2 separate regions of the Drosophila melanogaster genome follow, and region 2 is linked to region 1. A link is a contact called in public targeted proximity ligation data. All regions are on one chromosome and are shown on one strand. The core of a region is the stretch at or near the end of the contact, and the rest is flanking DNA. Distances in the headings are between cores, read along the strand shown.

What was found.
Region 2: a contact with region 1 is called in a targeted proximity ligation map of the Kc167 cell line, with 3 times the contacts expected there. A contact is called at or near these places in 7 of 107 Hi-C or Micro-C datasets (the Kc167 cell line, the ML-DmBG3-c2 cell line, the OSC cell line and 2 more) and 1 of 7 datasets of targeted methods (the Kc167 cell line).

The regions. Positions count from the first base shown.
Region 1 is chr3R:3,748,634-3,752,700 of dm6, forward strand. It overlaps CG41128, which reads left to right and starts at 1,730. Exons shown (of 2, transcript NM_001015402.3): 1 at 1,730-1,906; 2 at 3,534-3,720. The coding sequence starts at 1,825. The coding sequence ends at 3,670.
Region 2 is chr3R:3,844,886-3,848,952 of dm6, forward strand. It overlaps CG41099, which reads left to right and starts at 1,844. Exons shown (of 7, transcript NM_001110981.2): 1 at 1,844-2,009. The coding sequence starts at 2,006.

The sequences.
Region 1 (4,067 bases), core at 480-2,979:
CGTCACTAAAAAAGTGGCTGCATAGTGCCAAACCAATGTATGGCCGTTACGCATCTTGTTCTTCTAGTGTCTTTGATCTGAGAAACAGGTATGAAATATTAGTGGATATCGAATATTGTTTAAGCTAATCTGTGCGTGCACGTCCAAGGGTAAAAAGAATTGGAAAATGTTGTCTCCTCGAAAACTGTTGAGCATAACTTAATATGCCTTTTTATAATCACTAAACATAAAAAATCTTTAGGATACAGTGCTCTGGGAACGAAGTAATACATAGCATCCGTATTGTTATTACATTGGTGCAGGACATGTATTAGCCTATATTATTTATAAATTCCTCAACTTTCTGCAAAAGTGTGAATAGTTTTTTCTTAACCTGGGCCGTTTAATTTTGTTAGTAGGCCCAAAATGAAGTAAACTTTAGGTGAAACAAGAAGGAATATATAGGATATATATATATGTAAATATATATATATATATAAATATGTATATATAAATATATATAGTTATATATAAGTTAATATATTATAAACATGATATAAGAGACCGATTATGTCTGCGTTTTATACTACCTGTAATTAAAAAAAGACTTGTTGGAAAGTTTCATTCATATATACAGTTTGTCAAGAAACTGTTTACACACTGTGAAATAAGTTGAATTTTTGAATTTAAAGGTAAAAATTAAGAGTTTTTTGCTTAATTAAACGCAATTTTTTATAAAATATAGTTAAACAATATTTATTTTACTTATAAGTCAAAAAAATATTAATTATACAACAAAATAAACAAGAAATTCCAAGTTTACACACTTTTGAGACTGTCAAGAAACTCTTTACACAAAACACTAAATCGAAGTTTACTCCTAAATTTTTAAATTATTTCATAAAAATGTTAAAAATTTTAGTATGTAGTATGTGCAATGTACGCACCTGGCTCCTTTATAACTGTGGTAAAGTGATCGATAAGCCCCCTTAGAGTCCTGATCTGAACCCCATTGAAAATTTGTGGACCTACTTAAAGAAGAAGGTGGCAAAAAGGGCCCTAAAACACGACAACAGCTTATGACTGCAATAGTCGAATGGTGTGAAAAGATCCTGCTTGAATATGACCTACAAAAACTTATCCATTCCATGAAAAAAAAGGCTTCAACTTGTAGCGTAAGCCAACGGGGAACATACTACATACTAAAACTTTTAAAATTTTAATGAAATAATTTAAAAATTTAGGAGTAAACTTCGATTAAGTGTTTTGTGTAAAGAGTTTCTTGAAGTGTGTAAACTTGGAATTTCTTGTTTATTTTCTTGTATATTTAATATTTTTAATTTGTTTTTTGATTTATACTTAAAATAAATGTTGTTTAATTATATTGAATAAAAGAATTGCGTTTAATTAAGCAAAGAACCCTTCATTTTTACCTTTAAAATCAAAAATTCAACTTATTTCACAGTTTCTTGACAAACTGTAATTAGTTTCTTAGCTTTGAAGCGTAGAAGCCAGTTTGCAAAAGGAAGGACAGGAGGGCATGGTTATATTGACTTGGCTATTCGTACTTATTAAGAATGTAGTGTTTTTATACAGCCGTAAATGTCTTCTTTAATGCCTCGCAACTTTTTTAAAGATATTAAAATATTCTCTGCGAGGTTATAATATGAATCCGTGTTTCTCTCTCCATAGTTTCTTAATTGTTGGCAACTTATCGACGTTATCTTGACGCACATCGAAATTTACAAAGTACTGGTATTACCCATTGGCCAGTGCGCGTTTGACTACTAATAATTTTACGTTAATAATTTTTTAAGTCCTTTTAACGTTGTTTTGGCAATAAAAATGACTTCTCGCGATAATATTTTCGAGGAAAAAATATGCAATAGATTAGATCATTGCGTTTCTGATGTATTAATTAAAGGATGTGAGTACGAACATTTACGTAACATTTTTAAACCGTGGTATTTGCATATTGAAATATCAATTTTTAAAAGCAAAATCAAAACGGTATTTTAAATGGCATTTATTACCATTTTTAATAACCCAGCATATGATGTATGAAAAATTATAATTTGGCTAGGCTAAGTTGTATAAAGTTGTATGGCATGAGTAGACAAGTGTATTGTTTAAATCTTGCAAACTAAAAATAATTTTATAATTAAAATGGTTTGCTTAAGCTAAACATTCAGAAACGTAATCATACCTCGCAGATTTCCAAAAAACATCAAAATATGCCGAAGTTCGGGATATAAAATAATTTTTTATTTGAATTGTTGATAGAATTATGCAAATAACAATTTTAATATTTCGTTGCAAATCCTTGCTGTCTATGAAAATTTGCAGGCTATTAGGAAACGAGTTGGCTTAGTAAGAGGCAAAGTTGTTTGCGATTTTCACTTTCTCAGCATTTTGTTTTAAAACGGTTTGGTATCCAAATTTGCAACTTTCTTCAATCTTACTCTACTCATTGTTCTTGAGGCTTTTAAAGCTAACTTTTTTGTGAAAATCTTTGGTATGCGGTGTATTACACGTTTTTCCTAGTTCGGCCTTGCGAAAAACTTTTAAGATCGGAATCTTTTGAATAATTTCGTGCACATTGGACTTCCTCCATCCCACCAATTCTGTAATTTTCAAACTGATGTTTCTTCATAAATCAATCAGCTGTGGAATTTCCAAGGACGATTGCTACCCTTTTGGAGTCATTCCAAAGCCCACAAGCCAGCTCACAGAAGCTGGGGTCGGAAAAATCGAATTTTAGATATTTGAAAGCTAAAATCGTTTGCCCACCAATTAGTTTTTATGCCCACGTCCAGATTTCGAGATCTGTATTTTCGAAAAAGAAAATTCGCGAAAATAAAAACGTTGACTTTTTCTATCGTTTTTTTTTTATACCTAATTTATTTTTGTAACCTTAAAAAATACCTGTTTAAAAATATTTATCGTTTGCCCAACCTTTTAAAGTAACTAATTTTGTTAAGCCACCTCTCGAAATATTATTTTTTTCAATTAATAACATTTCATTACCATTTGATAAAACGGTTTTTAAGAATCGATATCATCCTTTAAAATTAGATTTGCCCATACTTTAACATTAGTTTTCATCATTTGTCTATCCTTTAAAATTTTTTTTATTTGCACTTCCATTTTTCTATCGTTTTATTTAATACTTAATTTATTTTTGTAACATTAAAAAATACCTGTTCAAAAATATTTATAGTTTGCCCACCCTTAAAAGTAACTAATTTCGTTAGCCCACCTCTCGAAATATTTTTTTTTTCAATTGCAAAAAAAAACTAATTTGTCGGCAACCATGGGCAAACAATTCCATTTATCAAATTTCGATTTTCCGACCCCAGCTTCTTTGGGATCCACCGACCACCCAATACTGCCACAACCACAATTTTTAAAAATGTGTTGAAAATGTTGATTTTACTATTTGTCTTGCCAAACATATCTAAAAAAATCGTACCAAGCTCACTCTAATATTAGCTCAATTAAATAATTTAACTAATTAAATTAAATTGGATAAATAAAATACCACTTTTTTTCAGGTGGAGGCGTAATTATTGGATCTGCTGTATCTTTCTTAATTTTAAAGAGACGAGCATGGCCTGTATGGCTCGGCGCTGGATTTGGAATGGGCATCGCTTATAGGACGTGTGAAAAGGATTTAAATTCTTTAAAATAAAGATTATTACCTTTTAATTCAAATAAAATATTTAATTGAGTAATGAAAATAATATACTTATTTAGTGCTTATTAATACTGAGGCCTTAAGAGTGTTGAATTATGTGATTTTCCAAAAATATTCCAAAAAAGACAATTTAATATTATAATCCATTTGTGATCACCATTATCCGTCTTGAAGAGAAATCTATTTTGCATGTTATACACCATGTCAGGATACGATTATTTTAAGAAGCTCTCGGAGAGCTCTAGAGAAAGCAGCTCTTTTGTACGCTAAGGCTGACGACAGAGTGTGTTCGAGAAGCGATAATATTGCGCGAAAACGAGCGATAAACCACTGCATGCATTTTTAAGTGGAATCGCTCGAAAGATGTCAGAGTGAGAGCGAAGCGAGTTAC
Region 2 (4,067 bases), core at 594-3,093, 96 kb after region 1:
GCCTCTAACGAGACACTGCCATTTAACACTTTTGTTATTGCCACGATTCGAACAAGCGATGATAAGACAGTATACTCCAAGCTATACCCGCATCCCATGGGTGCATCTGAGTTTGTGAACCGAGAAATCGCAGATTTACTGCTATACAGCCTTTTTAGAACTTCAAGGTCGCCTTACAACAACCCAACAAATTCACTAATATGAAATGTTTGCGTAATTTAACATTTGGTAGTGTATCTCTTATTAGCATGAACAGATAACAATAGAGGGGATACCCGACTTGGACGACTGGACCAAGTAAGGTTAAGTGAAATATGAATTTTTCTAGTACAACATACAAATCAAATCTTTAAAAGCGACTAAAACTATTATGTTAGATCACTCTGAAAGCTCCGGATTGACAAACTACAGGAAGCTTGTGCTTAGCTTTGGGATTCTAATTTAGGGTCATATTAAATGCAGTGAATAACAAGACGAGGTGCAACTCTTTATCAGCTGCACCCGGAAAGTTTTGGGATAATTATAAATAGAGCGACTCTCAGCTGAACGTGATTTCCTCTGATGGCCTAGACCCGGCTAGAGTTTCCGTTTTATTTCTTTTCTAATCAAATCGTCGTGGAGTCAAGTTGTGAAAAGTTCGTTTTCTTGTAAAATGAGAATATGAAGTTATTTTTAAATTAAATTTTATAAGGCTTTACAACAAGTTATAAAAATATGTACCCAAGAAGAAGCAATAGTTTACATCACTTTTGTGTTTTTATTTAATTTTATATAAATTGAATTTTTTTAATTATTAAATATTTTTTATAAGCTAACCTAATCTAATATTTTTTCCAAGATGGATACATTTTCAGAGAGTGCGCGTCTAAATTTTCGCGTTAAATTTGAAATAAAAAGTCTGTTTAAAGTCGTTTGATTCGAAATTGGAGTAAGAGTATCTGTGTGTTCGTACATTTTCAAAGTATTCGTGTAAAATGCCACGCTTTTATTTCAGCTCATATGCGCCGGGAAATCGATCGTTTGCCGAGGATTAAAAATTTGAGTGAATTTTATTAACATATAAGATGTAAATTGGATATAACACACACAACACACTGAGGGAAATTACGAAGAGAAGTTAAGCAAAAAAAATTTATTTTCCAATTATACACCGGGGAATATCATGGAAGCTTAATAAACAAAAGTAAATTACAATTTTTTTATGTTGAATATATAATGAACATATATGTATAATGAACAACGATGTATGTATATAAGAAACTTGTGTACTCAAACACTCAAGTTGCCTGCGAGCAACGGTTAATTCCTTTTTGAGTGTTTTCGCTACTAATCGGCGATCACTCTTTGCCTGTGTGCAGCAAGTATACATAATTTGAATTCAGTTACAGTTACAGTTAAACACGTTTAATATTTTAAATTTATTTTAGAACTTGGGTTTCCATATGATTTAAAAAATTCTAATGAACAATTTATTGGACTTAAATAACATTGCGGAAGTTAACAATAAAATATTAAGTAAAATCTAACCGAATTTACTCGAGACCGACTGTCTTACGTTTTTATATTTTTTTGATGAAGGATACTGATTTGAAAAAATAATAATTTATGAAACAAGAATATAGTGAAAAAGAACAACACTGAAAAAAACTGAAATATGGGAAATATGCCGGATTTTAAAGCGTGCACCCGCCAATACAGGTGCGCTTGCCTTCCATCATCAATCTATTTCGTTAAACGTTACATATCTTAGATTTCGAGGACGGTAGTACGTTCAAAAAAAAAAATGATTTGTGTCAGAACGCTTTGGACTGGATAAATTCATAGTATGGACAGGGCTGATACTAACAGTTGTAATTATCGGGTCTTATAACAGTGAGCTATACCACACTACATTCGGAACCAACTCAAGACCGAACATACAGCTGCGATTAAATCAATACTAAGAGCAGCGGGTGCATTTCGTGAAGAAACTCGTATTTTATAATAATTTGTGCCCACATATCTGATGGGTATGTTATGAAAACAGGTATCTGTTCGGCCACAATTGTTGCGAAAATACATATGTACATATATTTTTATTTGCCTTCCATCCTAGACAGCATATGCATTCACATACGAGCGATGTATTTGGGAGAAGCGTGTCCTTTAATCTTTAAATAAAAACTAATAATTCAGTACGACTCTTTGCCTACCAATTATATGATTCATTTTCATAATGTCCGCTCATCCCTGAGCGGATAATGAGTTTGGATGAGCCGAAGTCAGCTAAATGGCCGACGCTCACCGATTTTTTCTCGCATGATCTCTACGTAAATTTATTGCCGAAAAGATAATAAACTGCAGGCCTTGTTGTTGAGATATGGTCTCATATATTGACCATGGTCTATTATATGTCCGTATTTCACGTGTTCAACTGTGTAGGTGCCTTTTTAAGAGCCAAATGAAATGCTCATCGATTACAATAGAAAGTTTGTCATAGAAATAGTTACTACTTTATCTGGAAGCTTACAAAAAGTGCACACTTTCATCTCACCTTGTTTAAAGGTTTTTGGTTTGATATTAGAAGTTATAATAATGACATCGTTAGTATAAACATTGGTGCACGTCAAAATATTTTTGGCAAATGGAGGTGGATGCCACATGGATGTTAGATAGTGCGAAGACTTAGTTGTCGTTTAAGCATACTCCCTATACATATTAGAGTTTAAATGGAACTAAAATACCTTTTTGAAAGCGTAATCCATTCACTTATCAATTAAAAAGGCCTACAATTTCTACCTTCATACCTTTTTTGACGGACATGGAGACTCTAATCTACTCTAACTAACTAATTCCCAGAAATGCTTCAGTAAGCAATCCCTTCTTCTAGATGTATTCTTCCCAGTCTTCTAGATGTATTCCATATATTATCTATGTAGATATAATATTTCTTTCAAAGAAAGGGAAGTGTTCCCAAAAAATATAACAAAATCCCGGTTTAATAAATATTTCATTTTTTTTATTTAATCACAAGTGTACAAATTTCAGTATCAGTAGCCGTGTTAATATATTACCAGGGTATACCAGGGTATAAATAAACATCTGCATGACAATGATAATTAATAATAACAACATAAAAATATAAATATAAAAATACATAATAAATATAAGCATCTATTTACATATGTACCTGTTTAATGCTGTTAAGCTAAAATAATGGAGAAAATGAAAATATAATTGAAAATAAACGAAACGAAAAGAAAAACGCGTAATACAATTCATATTTAATTATGTGCTACTTGCAAAATACAAACCTTAAATCAGTCGAAAAATTTCTAAGAACACACTGACGATTTTGACGATTAAAAATTGAAAAAGCAACTGAACTGAACGCAATAAAACAACAGAAATACTTAACGCTTTTATGTCGTAATTTGCTTTTCGTAAGTACAATTTGTACTGACGACGATCTTGACGACTCAAAATTTAAAATGCAACTAAACAGAAACGTAATAAACCAACCGCAACCCTTCGCCCTTCTCTACATACTTCTATCCTTTTTATCATATGCTTTTCTTAAGTACCGTTTGTTTAAATTCTATTTGTCAAAGACAAATTATTGTTGTAAATATTAACGTTTCTTAAAGCGACCTACCACAACTTTAATATTTGTTGGGGAACAACATTTTTTTCAAGTACCTAGGAAAATTGTGTGACAACCTTTTTTTGGTCTTGAGTGGACATATACAAAATGAAAAAAATAAAACATTTTTCAAAGGTCTGTGATTGGATTAGACACGTCCGTTCTGTCCGTCAAGCCTTATTGCACATTGTGAACATTAAAATGGCGAAAAAGCTTGAGAAAAATGAAAATAATATGAAACACATATACATCTTCTTTCAAAAGTGTGAAACAAATTCTATAGTGTTACTGAAATGTTCAAATTCCATATTCAGATTCAAACAAGAGAGATTGCTATAGTCGAGTTCCCCGACTATCACACACTCGTCACTCAGTTAGTGTGAATGCGAACGCGAAATTCATCAAAAAACATCAAACGATTTTTCAAAATTAGTGGGCGTCGCAG